2 separate regions of the Triticum aestivum genome follow, and region 1 is linked to region 2. The links are chromatin contacts, called in public Hi-C maps. All regions are on one chromosome and are shown on one strand. Each heading gives the region's core, a stretch centred on a gene start, on an enhancer-like site or on the middle of the called end of the contact. The rest is flanking DNA. Distances are from core to core; before and after follow the strand shown.

Region 1 (3,224 bases), core at 578-3,077, 98 kb before region 2:
CCAATAGAACAAAAGAAAGGAAAAACAAAGCAGGTATTTTACATGTAGATGTGGAGCATAGACTGGAGTATCGCTTCAGGATCGCCTCAGCCTGCTGTCGTTGAGCATAGAACTACTATGTGCAGTTCACCAGAGAGAAGAGTTGGGTGTTCCCACGAGCTAAAACACGCCAATCAAAAGTTTCTTCTGAAACAAATAGCTTGCATTGAAGGTGATATGCCCCGAAGACCACTTTTCCCATGTCTTTGATGAACACTTTAAACTCCGAAGATCACTGCTGGTGCAATCTGATACAATGTATTTGAATCAGAATGATGTGGTCGATTATAACACTTTTTGCGCTCGATGACATGGTATAGTGTATGCCAAAGGAATAAGAATCACCCTCAAAAAAAAGGAACAAGAATCATTTACATGAAGCATGAACATCAATACGGCATAGAACCATTTGGATTATATATAACGCAGTCGACTGACGATCTCTATCAGAAAACAACACAAACTTAGCAACATTTCCAAATCTAGTTTAAAGCATCCATTTTAATATACTAAGATATATGGGGGTATGTACACAGCAAAAATTTGAATTGAATCATTTTAAGTGGGTAGTAATTTACGGCCCACGTGTTGCTAGAACCAACACTAACGCACAAAATGAAACATAGTTCTCAGGGAAATATCAGAATCAGGTATAGCACTCTTTTACCTAAATCACATAATACTAGGCATACATTAATATCAGGGTAGAAGTCTATAATATTGGTGGAGCTGGACATTGCAAACCATATCGATATCAATGATGCTATTCATCAATCGCAATAACGAGCCGGCATCTCAATTGGCATGGTGATCAAGCTATACCACTGCTTGAAACATGGAAGTTGGAAAACAATGTTGCTATCTCATTACTGGCTCAAACGGTTTTATCGTAGCAAAATCCATACATATAGAAACATCTCCGAATTCAAAATATCGCCTCGGGTTGGAACCAATGGGAAGACGCCTGCATTGCTACCTTATTTTTCTGAGCTTCTCTCTCAAACTTCTGTATTGCCACCTCAATCACAATTTACATTGCAGGCACAAAAACACATAGATTTTTCTCATCTATAGGAAGAAAAAAGGCGCCTTTTAACGAGAAAAAAGGAACCTTTCCGCGCAAACAGAAAAATCTAAATCAGACAACAAAAGGAAGGACGAAAAATCCAAACAAAAAAGCACCCCAGTATAATCCTGAAAACAAGCTACCGCGGCACCGCGAGGCACAAACCTATACATGGATTCGCATTGGAGCGAATGCCCGGTGGCCGCTCAGATCCGGCGCCTGGGACACAGATCCGGGGCAAATCGCCTGGAGCAAGCAAAGCGGGGAGGGAGGGAGACGGAGCGCGACGCGAGAAAGGCGGGGGGCAATGGAGCGGAATCGATGCCATACCTTACCAGGCGGGCAAAGGAGCATAGGGTGGTGGTGGTGGTGGTGGCTCCCCACGTGCCGCTGCAGCGGCAGCGTGTCGGCGCGGCCCACCTCAGCCCAGCCCCGCGCGGCGCGGCGCAAAGGAGGAGGCCGGTGGGGCGGCGCAGCGCCGGTGATTGTGTCGCCGTGGCGGCGGCGGGCGGCGGCGGGGAATGTTGCGAGGGAGGAAAGAAGGGAGAGATAATGAGCCGCGGCCTGCCTCCCACCGCACCCTCCCCTGGCTTTCTACCCGCGACGCGCCCCGTTACTTTTTATAACCGTGACCCACAGCATCCGTCCCCGGCGCCACACCGCGTCGCCCCTCGCGCTCCGCCGGCCTCCCCTCCCTAACCTTTTTTTAACCTCTCTCCTCGGCTGACGAAGACCCTTTTCGTTCGGGTTTGCCCCAGCGGAGGGGAAGCAAAGTATTCCTGTCTCTCTTTTCACCCGCCCCCGAACCAACAACCTATCGATTGATTGCCATGGACGCTTTGGGGTGAGGTGGGGTGAAATGATGGGGAGATCGTAACCGTGTGGACTTGTCTCGCCACGGCCCGCCCGACGTTGATCGGCGGTGGTTACCGGATGCAGCGGGATGGCGACGGACGGACGCGATGCTCCTCCGCATGTCAGTCAGTGCCAACAACAACAACAACAACAAAGCCTTTAGTCCCAAACAAGTTGGGGTAGGCTAGAGGTGAAACTCATAAGATCTCGCAACCAACTTATGGCTTTGGCACATGGATAGCAAGCTTCCACGCACCCCTGCCATAGCTAGCTCTTTGTCGATACTTCAATCCTTCAGGTCTCTCTTAACGGACTCCTCCCATATCAAAATCGGTCGACCCCGCCCTCTCTTGACATTCTCCGCACGCTTTAGCCGTCCGCTATGCACTGAAGCTTCTGGAGGCCTGCGCTGAATATACCCAAACCATCTCAAACGATGTTGGACAAGCTTCTCCTCAATTGGTGCTACCCCAACTCTATCTCGTATATCATCATTCCGGACTCGATCCTTTCTCGTGTGGCCACACATCCATCTCAACATACGCATCTCCGCCACACCTAACTGTTGAACATGTCGCCTTTTAGTCGGCCAACACTCCGTGCCATACAACATTGCGGGTCGAACCGCCGTCCTGTAGAACTTGCCTTTTAGCTTTTGTGGCACTCTCTTGTCACAGAGAATGCCAGAAGCTTGGCGCCACTTCATCCATCCGGCTTTGATTCGATGGTTCACATCTTCATCAATACCCCCATCCTTCTGCAATATTGACCCTAAATACCGAAAGGTGTCCTTCCGAGGTACCACCTGGCCATCAAGGCTAACCTCCTCCTCCTCACAGCTAGTAGTACTGAAACCGCACATCATGTACTCGGTTTTAGTTCTACTAAGCCTAAACCCTTTCGATTCCAAGGTTTGTCTCCATAACTCTAACTTTCTATTTACCCCCGTCCGACTATCGTCAACTAGCACCACATCATCCGCAAAGAGCATACACCATGGGATATCTCCTTGTATACCCCTTGTGACCTCATCTATCACCAATGCAAAAAGATAAGGGCTCAAAGCTGACCCCTGATGCAGTCCTATCTTAATCGGGAAGTCATCGGTGTCGACATCACTTGTTCGAACACTTGTCACAACATTATTGTACATGTCCTTGATGAGGGTAATGTACTTTGCTGGGACTTTGTGTTTCTCCAAGGCCCACCACATGACATTTTGCGGTATCTTATCATAGGCCTTCTCCAAGTCAATGAACACCAT
Region 2 (3,315 bases), core at 46-2,545:
TCCCCCGCAAACGATCCGACCAACGTTCCAAACACTTCTGGACGCGGGTCATCAAATTACCTGGACCGGTGCAAATCTCCACGAATTGGCATCAAACCAAGACGAGGTTTGTGGACATTTGGACGTTCGCCGCACAGGACCTGACAAAACAGACACGCACAAAAATCTCACCTGGAGCCGTGTTTGAATTGTAATATTTCCATTCAAATTATTGTTGCATTGAAGTATTTATACTTTAATTATGAAGAATTGTGATGTTTATCTTTAATTATTTTAAGTGCTTCAGGCATAGGAAAAAAAGGAGCGGACGAACATCTGGTGATTACAGTTGGATGGCGGACATCCCGCCCATTTTTCACGGACACGTTTAGACATATGTACAAGCATTTCGAGCCGTTCATTTGGTGATCCACATTAGAGTTGTCCTTATGCGCCGGGTTATATCCGCAGGGGCGCACGTTGGTCCTTTTTCCAAGAAACAAAATGAAAACCATTGCCTCGCATCCTTGCTGCTCGCCGTCTGCATTTCGTCAGTGCAAGCTTTGCTACAATTGGGGCATTGGAGCTTGGAGGGTCCGTCACGCAGTGTTCGCAAGGAAAGGCGATCCCTTCGCTTAGACTGCTTCCAATGCATTGATGCTTACATGAGGTGCTAAGCATATTAAATACTTTAGCAATTAAAGACCACAATGCATAGCTGCTTAACTTGTACATGGCTCATTCCCGCAACCTGCGTCGTGGCGAGGCGGGCGGCGGAGGAGTAACACGCGTGGATGTCCCTCTTGTTCTCATCCTCATACATGTGGAGAAAGAGCCTCCCTTATAAAGAGGTCCAATTCCCTCTAAACTAGCAATGCGGGACTAAACTTTAATTCCACCTCTTGTCTTGCACGAATGGACTGCGTGGGCCTTTAGGATTTATTAGAAATTTTTGAAACTGCTATTGGGCTAGATCCAAGATAGACCAAATTCCAGCATATAGTAATAGTTGTACTAGCTTGTACTCCCTCTGTCTCAAAATATAAAAACGTTTTAACACTATACTAGTGTCAAAAACTTTATATTATGGGACGGAGGTAGTAGTAATTCACGATCGACTGGAGAGGAACCGAGGAGTACACGGGAGGCTCCGGGACACGAACGCAGCGCCGGCGGCACCTGCAGATTCTGGTTGTGCTGACCTCGCCCGATCGTCCGTCTCCATCCACAGCCGGAATGGGATGGAGACAGTACTGTCGTATCTGCCCGCGCTTCGTTTTCCCCGCCGCGCCGCTAGCTGCTCACCACGCGGCGTACGCGAGCGACTTGACTGAGACGACCCGCTGAGATCGGTCTATTGTCTGATGACAATTGCCACTGTCGGCTGGGCGCTGCTATTTTTCTTTTAACATGAAAAATCTTTTATTCAATTATAGAAGCACCCATCAGTGAGGAGTGTGACCTGGAAAGAACATCTCTACCAAGGCAAAGACATTTGTCTGAAGGAAGACACCTAACAGCTAAGGTCTATTCTGAATTTTGAGAGCCGATGGCCGCTGCAATGCAATGAGTAGCAAACAGCAAACGCAAGAGCATCTACACGGGCTCCAGGCACCCAGCAAGCCGGCACTTATTTTTCTTTCGAAATTTTTTGGTATCGCCTTTACTATTTTAGTCAGTTTTATTATAATTCGAAATTTTTTCACTAATTCGAAATAATATTCTAGAATTCAAAAATAGTAATGAATTTAAAATTTATTCTTGAATTCATTTTTTTTCCAAATTTAAAACTCTTTACGACTTCAAAATATGATCATGAATTCAAAAAAATCCGTGAATTCAAAAACAATTTTCATCAATTTTAATATTTTACCTGAATTTTAAAATATTGGAAATTTTTAAATATTCACAAATTCAGAAATGCCCAGGGCTTCCAAGAAATGGTCAGGAATCAAAAAATGTTCACGAATTTAGAACTTATTCATGAATTTAAAAAGAAATGCGTATTTCTATAAGTATTCACTAATTCCCAAAAAATTCATGAATTCAAAAAATGTTCTAGAGTTCAGTTTTTCTAAATAAAAAAATGAAAACCAATTAAAAAATATTCATGAATTTAAAAAATACTGGTGAATTGAAAAATATTCACGTAGTCAAGAAAAAATCACCAATTTTTAAAATGTTAATTGATTCAAAAAACTATATTAATGAATTAATAAATTTATAAATTCAAAAGACCGTGAATTCAAAAAATTCATGCATTGAAACATGTTCATGAATTTTAAAATATCCATGGATTTTAAAAAACGTTCATAAACTGGAAAAAGTTAAAAAAAATGAAAAAAAGTTAAAAAAACATTTAATTTTTTTAAATGTTCCTGAATTTTAAAAATTAAAAAAAAATAAAAAATAGAGAAAGGAAAAAGTGGAAGCAAAAAAGAAAAAGAAAAGAAACAAACAAAAGTACCCCCTCCATCCATATATATAGCACTTAATAAGTTTTTCGAGGTAGCCTTTGACCAATAATAAAATTATTAGTATATAAGATGTATGACATAAAAAATATATCACTAGAATCTTCTTTCACATACAAATTCAATGGTATGCTTTTGTGTAACATGCATGTCATGTATTATTGTGCTAACTCGTGGTCAAAGGTAACCTTGAAAAATGTATTAGGCCCTATATATGGATGGAGGGAGTAACAAAAATGGAAAAGACCAGAGTTAACCTCGTGAAGAAAACCAAAAGAATTCCCCCCGTAGCGTGAGCTACTTGGCCGGCCCACTTCCAGCGCCCCGTGGGTGAGACAAGCAACGAGATATGGTTGAACAAGATGGGATTTGCCCATCCTATTTGGAGAGATATTCTCTGGGCCCTCTCGAGTGATCCGATTCGGAAAGCATGGCCATGCGACTTGGGTTATGTGTTAACCCAGTTCGGGAATATGTATCACGGGTTCGAGAAGAGAGGTCGAGCTACCACAATGGTGACAAGTACTCGCTTTGAGCTTCACAACATATATCATGAGGCAAAAGGAATGTTGCATATGACAGATTATCGAGGTTCATCAAACGACTTTACACGCACATGGGAGTTGGCACGTTCTGCTAGGAGCCGCTACCAACTATCGACTCTGGTCGTGTCCATGTGTATGTGAACCTATAGAGTCACGCACTTAAGAGGGTGCAACTCATTCGGATTGGATCTGAGTGGAAAATGGATATAGACTCCTTGTGGGCTCAAGTGTTGAACCCACCTCGGAGGCCTATATAAAGGGGGGTGGGCGCAACACTTAGGGTTGATCTTTTCCACCCTGGACAGCAGCCTTCACAA

The links. A called contact is a pair of places that touch in the nucleus more often than the background predicts.
Region 1: a Hi-C map of leaf shows a contact between it and region 2, with 2.8 times the contacts expected there. The contact joins the promoter of LOC123137887 here to the enhancer-like site in region 2. A contact is called at or near these places in 2 of 5 Hi-C or Micro-C datasets (leaf and root).

Annotation. Positions count from the first base shown.
Region 1 is chr6B:540,463,348-540,466,571 of IWGSC CS RefSeq v2.1, reverse strand. It overlaps LOC123137887 (cyclin-dependent kinase F-4), which reads right to left and starts at 1,827. Exons shown (of 15, transcript XM_044557747.1): 1 at 1,436-1,827; 2 at 43-287.
Region 2 is chr6B:540,365,216-540,368,530 of IWGSC CS RefSeq v2.1, reverse strand. No RefSeq gene overlaps it. Among protein-coding and RNA genes, the nearest start is that of LOC123137886, 40 kb to the right of the region's middle. Within about 2 kb of position 1,295, at least 1 of the 8 cell types and tissues checked has an H3K27ac peak or open chromatin away from gene starts, as enhancers often do. A contact at or near this core is called in leaf, where this site is marked.